Linked DNA regions of Lactuca sativa: region 2 is linked to region 1. The links are chromatin contacts, called in public Hi-C maps. All regions are on one chromosome and are shown on one strand. Each heading gives the region's core, a stretch centred on a gene start, on an enhancer-like site or on the middle of the called end of the contact. The rest is flanking DNA. Distances are from core to core; before and after follow the strand shown.

Evidence for each region. A called contact is a pair of places that touch in the nucleus more often than the background predicts.
Region 2: a Hi-C map of seed shows a contact between it and region 1, with 5 times the contacts expected there. The contact joins the promoter of LOC111888721 here to the promoter of LOC111903671 in region 1. A contact is called at or near these places in 2 of 4 Hi-C or Micro-C datasets (leaf and seed).

The regions. Positions count from the first base shown.
Region 1 is chr2:23,730,047-23,734,582 of Lsat_Salinas_v11, reverse strand. It overlaps LOC111903671, which reads right to left and starts at 2,477. Exons shown (of 2, transcript XR_006187876.2): 1 at 1,636-2,477. It overlaps LOC111903678 (F-box protein At3g07870), which reads left to right and starts at 2,855. Exons shown (of 1, transcript XM_052768794.1): 1 at 2,855-4,015. The coding sequence starts at 2,855. The coding sequence ends at 4,015.
Region 2 is chr2:23,990,287-23,994,822 of Lsat_Salinas_v11, reverse strand. LOC111888721 (F-box protein At2g21930) reads left to right here and starts at 2,477. Exons shown (of 1, transcript XM_023884844.2): 1 at 2,477-4,020. The coding sequence starts at 2,613. The coding sequence ends at 3,767.

The DNA of each region.
Region 1 (4,536 bases), core at 1,228-3,727:
GGTGATGATCAGGTTGTGGATGCCAAAAATAAATTAGTTCCATAAAGTACCAAGTTCATCTTCAATCTCAGTCACCACTTTACAATAAGGCAAATGTCACACCCCCAAACCAGATCAGCGGAAAAGTCCGTGGGCGGGTGACTATCAAGTATAATATCATAACAGTTGAGTATACATGTTTAAAGCAAATGCAACCAACGTGTATATATATATATATATATATATATATATATATATATATATATATATATATATATATATATATATATATATGTGGGAAAAGTGAATATACCCTTAAGGGTATATAAGCTTAGGTACCCAAATCACTATAATACGTCATTTTGTTTTATATATTTATTATATATATATATATATATATATATATATATATATATATAATAACAATAATAATAATAATAGTAATAATAATAATAATAATAACTAGTAGGGTACCCCGGGCTTCGCCCGGGTCAGTGTGTGCTATATTTTTTGCGTGTCATTTTTAAATGTGTCCTCGTTTCACATGGTTCGCCTACTTCAAATTCTCCTTATTATAGCATTGCATTTGGGAAAACAGACAAAGATAAATAACTAACAGATTTGGGGTTAACCAATGCTAACAAAGTAACCCCATCACCTTTCAAATAAAAAAAATTTATGAATTGGTCTTTCATTTTAAACATAAGACTGGACTACAATAAATTCAAACAAAAAAAAAACGACTGGGGAAATATATCCCTTGTGGTACAAATTGCAAGGGAAATATACAACAGGGGAAATATAACTTTTCTAAAACATGAAACAAAGGAATGAAATTAGTTTTATCAGTTTAATTCCATCCAACAAAAACAAAACGTTTTTTTATTTCATTCCAATGGAATTAATGATTCCATTCCATACCTTGACCTTCTTCTTAGGTTACTTCTCAGCAACTTGTTTCACATTACTGCATGTCTGCATCGGAGTTTAACACTAAGTTCCAAATTTTTAGTAATAAAAACTTCTTCGATGTAAGGCTGCCTTTAATGTAACAACTCACATCCCTACAAAAAATGGTCATAAAATTATGGAATGATCAATGGTTATGTTGTGATTCCATTGCCATTTTATTCCATTGCCATAATCCATAATTCTAGAGTTTGAAACGTTATGTTGTGATTCCATTCCAGTTCATACCTTGACCTTCCGCTCTCGTAGGATCTAAATAACATGTGGTACAATGATCAATACTTTTCCTTAAGGATCAAAGTAAGTTTGACTTTTACAATGAACCCTAATTGCAGACCATGTGATAGAATGATCAATACTTTTCCGCTCTCGTAGGATCTAAATAACATGTGGCTGAATTCTCTGTAAGAACCCTAATTGCAGACCATTTCACCTTGCAGTTGCTATTATTGACCTTTACTCTTTCTTTTCAGGAAAAGAAATAGATAAAGATTACAGATAAGTGACAGAAAAAAAAGACAATATTGTAATTTACTATCCAATCTTACCTGAAACGAAAATTAGAAACCTTAAAGGGATTCAATTAGAGGCTAATATTGGATAAAGAAGAAAGAAAAAAGTAGAAGGGCAGTAGAAGATGTGTCAGGATAAGAATTAGAGGTGATGAAAGGGGATTGACATACTTACATCATCAATGTTGTTTCCCTGAAAAGCTAAAACGATATCCACCAAAGAGGAGGAGCGAGCAATTGAAATCGATTTTAGGGCTTTTGTTGGGCACCAACAGTAGAGATATAGGTGATTGGGTATGGTAACAATGGACCACCGTCTTCTTCTTCCCACCGGTGGAAATATCGATTAGAGTCGGAAGCAAATACAAATAAAGTCGGTGAGAAGGAGAAATCAAGAACAAATGAATACAAGGAAGCAGTAGTCTTTCGTTTCCCATGGACACGTGTTATTAACTCTGGATACCTTGAATCGTGGACTTCATCTTGAATCCCCAAATTGTGAACTTCTTCTTCATACCTTGAATTGTGGACTTCTTCTTGAATGCCCATCTAAAATTGTGGAGTTCCCGATGACTTAGCCACCGCCGATCATTAGAGGCAAGCACAGGTCGAATATCGGAAAGGAGTGTGAGAGAGGAGGGGGTGTAGTGGATATCGACCTGATAAGGAAGAAAATAAATATCAATTAGGAGTTGGTGGAACAGGGAAGAAGAGAGATACAGAGCATAGGAAGGAAGCGATGAGAGGTTAGTTTGGAAAAGCAGACTGTAACACGAACGGATTTTTAGGGCGGTGGCTGCTCATGTGTACAGAACACGTATCACTTCTGAATGAAGCGGTGGATCACACCTGGTAACCCTGGTAGCCAACCAACCCATGTGTACACCAAATGAAACCCACTGACCAGTCAATAACGAAGATCAATGGAAGGAAAATAAAAATAATAAAGTGACAAATACATCAAAATATAGGGACCTAGAATGGCAGAAATAACAAATGCAAGTAGAGGGACCAAAAGAGACAAATATGTTACATATTTCCTGTTACTTTTTTTCATAACTTTAATATATATATATATATATATATATATATATATATATATATATATATATATATATATATAATAATAATAATAATAATTTAGTTGTATGTTATTATTTGAATTTGCATTATTGAGCCAATTCATGCATCCAATGATATTACCTAGTTACAGGTATTGGAACAAATAATATTTTCAAAAAATATTATTATTTAATTACCAACTGTATTTAAATATATCTTAATTTATAGTCAATGCAATTATTCCGGTCCATGTGCTTTTAGTATGATAGAGTTTAAAATCTTCCGTTATATAAACCGTTAAAAATCAGGTACCAACGACACCCACAATTAAAATGTTTGACGAACTGCCTTTCCATATCCAAGAGGCAATCCTGAAAAGGCTTCCTATCAAATCATTGATTCAGCTTAGATCGGTGTCAAGAACATGGAAGTCTTTGATCGACAGCTCAGAGTTTATTGCTGCTCACAGCGTCAGCCACACACAGCCACAACATCTGTTTGTATCGTACAGCTCAGAAGAACAAGTGCCTAAATTTGTTTCTTTTGTCGATGATGACTCTTTCCCCCAACATAGGTTTGTTCCGTCTCTTCCCCTATCCATTAGAGATCCACAAATAGTTGGTAGTTCTTATGGCTTGTTGTGTTTCAAAGGTTATCGGTTTTCTGGTTCCAGCTATAGAAAGAGGATAGCTGTTCTTTTGAATCCTTCGGTTAGAAAATCAATAGCTATTGCACTGCCTGATATGTTATATACGAATCATTTAATCGTTCTTGGTTTTGGAGTTTGTCCTGTCACTATTGATACCAAGATCATCCAGATCACTCAACTGCATTGGAGTTGGGGTAATGAACTGAAAAGCGAAATTGGCAACTTTTGGGAAGTTAAGGTTTATAAGCAAAGTTCGGGGAAATTTACAAGTCTATCTGGAAATCTCCCCACCATATCAATACATATTAGGGGGCGCCAGGTAGTTATTGGTAAGTCTATCTACTGGTGTGCTGTAGATTGTACACTTGTGGATAGTGTGTTTCAAACTCGTAATCTGATTATGTCATTTGATATAACTAATGAGAATTTTCAAGTAGTAGACCTCCCTGAAAGGATGGCTATCATCACTTTCGACCTACTTTCTGTATCTAAGCTAAGGGAGTCTCTTGTTATACTTGAATACAATAAAAGCGGATACGATGATACCATTGAGGAGCAACTTTGTTGCACTGTATGGATGGTGGAGCATGGTGTGGAAAGATCGTTTACAAAGCTATTCACCATCAAGGCACCAGGTGATTTGATGAGGACAGTGGGTTTTAGGAGGAAGGGCGGACCTATTATGGAAGTCCAAGATTATATGTTTGAATCAACTGAAGAGCTTGTTGTTTATGAGCCTAACTCAGAACTAAGCAATCATCTGATTAGTGGGTATAGATTCACAGTGAATTCCTACATTGAAACACTAGTTTTGGTCGGTATTTCTGATTGTAGTAGCTATTGACATACCAATTTCAAGGACAATATCTGTAAATTAGTTGATGTTTTTTAAAACATAGATGCATCAAATATAATTTGATGTCTGTTTAACTGTTTATTCAATGTTTGTAACATTACTGATGCTATATAAATATCATATTTTTATGAAAATTATGTTGTAAAATCTTGGTGTTAGTCTTATTGTATATGTTTAGTAAATAACCTCGGGCTGTTGGCCTATTGAGAGACTTGTGACCTTGGTAGTTGGTTGTTGGGAATTACGAATTGGGTAATACGAAATCTGGATCACAAACAGGAATCGTGTGATACACTTTCCTTGTTTGATATTTCGACCCTAATTGCCTTGGGTATCACGAAATCCAAACTAAGATAATTCCTAAAGAAAGGATTCTGATTTTAGGCACAAAACACAGAATCAATTTTGAGAGAGAATGAAGAAGAAATCGTTTTTCAGTTTTCTGTGTTTCAACCAAGTCGTTATCTTTCCCGGACTTATCTACTCAACGGATAAAACGAGAACAGTTT
Region 2 (4,536 bases), core at 1,228-3,727, 260 kb before region 1:
TTTCCACAAACACCTCATGTGCACTTTACTTTAGCATATTAACAACTTCTATAAACTACTTTTTTCAACTGACATGCAACTAACTAAGCTGAAACACCGACATGTAAGGATAACCAGTTCGGGTTTGGCCTTGATTTTAGAGTTGTTGTTGGGCGTGTCTGATGAACTTGTTAGAATAAACCTAGATATGTGAAAAGATGATGAATAAACAAGTAAATACCTAAAATAACGGATGAAGAAGATGACAAACACCTTGATTGCAGCTACATTCCCCTACTACAACCAAGAAACCTATTGACTTCTTTCACCATTTTCCCACAATAGGAGCTACAATAAATAATTGTTGGTGATTTTAGTGTCACCATGTCATTTTAAGTAACTGGAACTAACATGTGAGCTAAGGGGCTTCATAATTTGTACTCTAATATATGTATGGAGTAATGCAGAGTGCACGCATGTATAAGATCGAATTAGAAGCCGGTTCGACGACTAGTCGGGGTCTGGGGGCAGCGCCCCTTTGGCGGGGTCCAAGGGGCAGAGCCCCTGGCTGGTGGGAACATAATGGAAAACTCAATTTGTTGAGGGTGATTATGGTAAAACTAAGGAAACTCGTTAGTTTTGGTAACCCTAATCCGGATTAATATTACTTGCTTCCAATGCAACTAATGACGGCCCAACCCAAATGAAACCCTACTCTTGTTTAATATATAAACGACTCTTTTTATACAAAAGAGGGTGACGATCTTTAGCTCTCGTTTTTCATCATACATTCACAGAACCCTTTAGCCTATTGGCTTATGTTTTTTGTGCCTAGAAACGTAAGTGTCCACTTGGATTATCCTAGGCTGAATTTCTTGTAACACAGGCATAGGGTAGAAATATCAGTTCGGAAAGTGATATCACGATCCAAGTTGGTATCCAGATCTCCACCACAAATCCTAAATTTCCCTACAATAATGACTCACAACCTTGCTCCTAGAAAAGAATATAACATTAAAGTTGACAAAAGTTTTCTCAGGTGATTTCTCATTGCCAGTTTAACCTAAAGCCTCACATAAATTGTACTCTAAAGAGAGGAGAAGTAAGAGAAGTGAATTAAAAACCTAGGGAAAGACCAGAAGAAAACATAGCGGAAAAGAAAAAAATAAATCCTAACAAATTGTTTCAGATCTTGTTATAATTCTAGAACCCGCAACATAGACTTCGTTTGATGGCATCAAGGGAATCTGTGATCTCCCCGTTTTGGTCCAACAATCAACTATGAATCCAAGTGAGGAAGGAAGATGAGGGCTTGTGTTAGTGGATGACAGCGTCCTAACAGGAGAAGAAAACTTGCAACCTCTTCTTGAAGTACATGTTTCATATCTTCAATAGACTACATCAAATTGGATACAATATAAAAAAGTATTAATTAATAAAAGCCTGTTATATCTAATAAATATATGAACAACAATATGCTGAAAAATCAGCCATTTATATGCTTCAATCCTTGAGGTATCGGATCACACACCATCAAGTTCAAAAAAACCACAACTAAATCCAGTTAATTTGTGAAAATCGCCAATTTCTTAGAAACAAGTAAAACCGTAAAATGGACTAACCATTTTCTGTTGTGGAACTGTAGAATCCAATGGGTTCGACGATAGAGATTTCTGAAAGCTGATGGAGAGAGGAGATCAGTGGCGAAGTTTTTCTGTGATAGAGAAGCCTACGTAGATTATTAGTATGTTAGGGAAAAGCGGTTTAGAGGAACGGTGGAATGGAAAGTTGTTTAGTAGAAGAAGGGTAGGTGGAGTAACTAACCTAACCTGGTAGAGTTAAAGCAGTGGCGGTAAAGGAGAAGGTGAGGCGGTGGAAGTAAGATAAAGAAGAATCGAGAAGATATTAAACTTATCCAGGAATTTGAATTTGAAGGGTGGATCCGTGGAGAGAAAGCAGTAGAAGAACGCGGTAGAAGCAAATGCTAGTGATTGGCGACATATACGGTGAAGATATCCATCGAGAAATCCATATCAACACATGACCATAAAGAATTAAGAAAATGACATAAAACGCCCAACACAATAATCGGCAGCAAAACAGGTAGAAGAGAACACATATCCAAAAAAAAGTCCATTTTTGGGAAAACCATAGAAACTATCATGTTCCTAAAGATGATCCCTTTTATATATATATACACACACGCGCGCGTCATTAGAGACCAAAAACACATAACAGTCGATACTATTTTTAAATACATAAAAGTATTTAACAAAAAATAAATAAATAAAAGGTAAATAAATTTTTTTAGTTTGAAAGAGAATCAAATCCGAGCTAAAAGTAAGCTAAAAGGACCAAAACAACAAATTTAAAAATCGTTGTACCAAATAAAAAAAAAAAAAAAAAAGAAGTAATCCAAACAATTAAAATCAACACCATTCTAAAAGTCAACCGACAAGATTTGTGGATAATTCATAAGAAAGTTCCTTTGTTGAAATTTCTAATTCCCAAAGCTGCATAATTATCAAGAAAGCTCCTTTATTGAAACATTCAATAACCAAAGTCCCCAAATCTCCGGTTTATACTACCTCTCTCCTGTCAAATACCATACACCACCGGCAGCCAAAATCAAAATGTCAGACGAAGTACCTTTCCATATCCATGGAGAAATCATGATGAGGCTTCCTGTCAAATCACTGATTCAGTTCAGATCCGTCTCAAAAGCATGGAAGTCTTTGATCGACAGCTCAGAGTTTGTTGCTGCTCAGAGCGTCCTCGATACTCAGCCACATCATCTGTTTGTATGGTATAAAGATCCGAGAGGAGAAATAAAATACGTTTCTTTTGTCGACGACAACTCTTTCCCTCAGAGGTTTGTTCCTACTCTTCCTCTGTCCGTTAAACTTCCAAGAATTGTTGGCAGTTCTCATGGCTTGTTGTGTTTGGATGGCTATCATTGGGATCTGGAGACTTCCGAAATCAACTTTAAAAAGAGATTGGCTGTTGTTTGTAATCCTTCTATCAGAAAATCAATTTCTTTTGTATTACCTGATATCTTGCATGTACGCCACGAAATGATTCTTGCTTTTGGGGTTTGTCCTGTTAGTATCGATCCTAAGATCATCCAGATCACACAACTCCCTTCATGGATGGATAAGAAAACCGAAATTAACAACCTTTGGAAGGTTGAGGTTTACTCCTTTAGATCGGGGAAATGGAAAAGTCTTTCTACGAATCTCCCAAGGAAATCAATACGAATTAGACAGCCCCAAGTAGTTATTGATAGGCATATCTATTGGTGTGCTTCCTGTCTAGACAGTGGAATACGTACTCATAATGTGATTATGTCATTTGATATAACTGATGAGAGTTTTAAAGTTATACACCTCCCCGATAATTTAGCTAGCCATCCTTCTTCATGGGCGACTATGTCTAAGTGGTTGTCTATTTCTAAGCTAGGGGAATCTTTAGTCATGCTTGAACACGATTTAAACACCGAGGGACAAGTTTGTTGTGAAGTATGGAAGATGGAGAATGGTGTTCAAATATCATTTACAAAGCTATACACCATCAATGCACCAAAAGAGTCAATAAAGGCAGTGGGTTTTAGGAAGACTGGAGGACCTATAATAGAAGTGAACGATGATATTTCTGAGCCGACTCAACTTGTTGTTTATGAGCCCAACTCAGGGCACTGCGATGATCCGATTAGAGGATATTCATTCAACGTGAATTCTTACATGGAAACACTACTCATGTTTGGTCGATCTGATTGTAGCAGTTATTAACATAAAGTGGAGGAAAAAAAGATAAATGTATAGCATTGAAGAAGGCAAGACACCCAATTTATGTCAAATAGTATTCCCCAAGTTTGTTGGATTCATTAAAAAGTTAAATGCATCACATATAATTTGATGTTGTGTTTATTTAATGCATGTAATATGTAGGAAGTTGAATCTCACATTCTTATGAACATTGTGCAGTAATATCTTGTTGACAGTATATTGTATGTGTTGTAATTTGTAAACCTCAATTGCTCAACAGGTTGTCTTAATGGGTAAAGGCTTGTATCCTTGGACTTGGTTCAGGTAGATTTGTTTTGCAACTATTCTCTAATCACATTTAATAGTAATTTTGGTTGTAATGTTAAATATTGGACTAAACTGTTATCAGTCTAACTTCTACACATTTCTTTTCATATCCTTCTCATTGGGTTAAGATATTATAAAATATAACAAAACTAGTTAAATGAAGAAACAAGAACAGTAACGGAGCATGAAACAGAAATATGTTTATTGTTTTGACTACCAACTATCCAAAATATCTATTGTTTTCTTTTGTTTACTCATCTTACAAACATGAAATACTCAAAGTTTACTCTCATATTATAAACAAAATGACATAAATGGTCTTTGTAGTTGGCTTTTGAGTAACACCTGCTATTAGACCCACCCTTTGTTCAATGTTTCTGAATGATTCAAGTAAATTAAATATCTGTTTTTGGAAAATTTAGTTGCAAGTTAATTTATGTAATGAATTGATTCTATAGCCGATCTG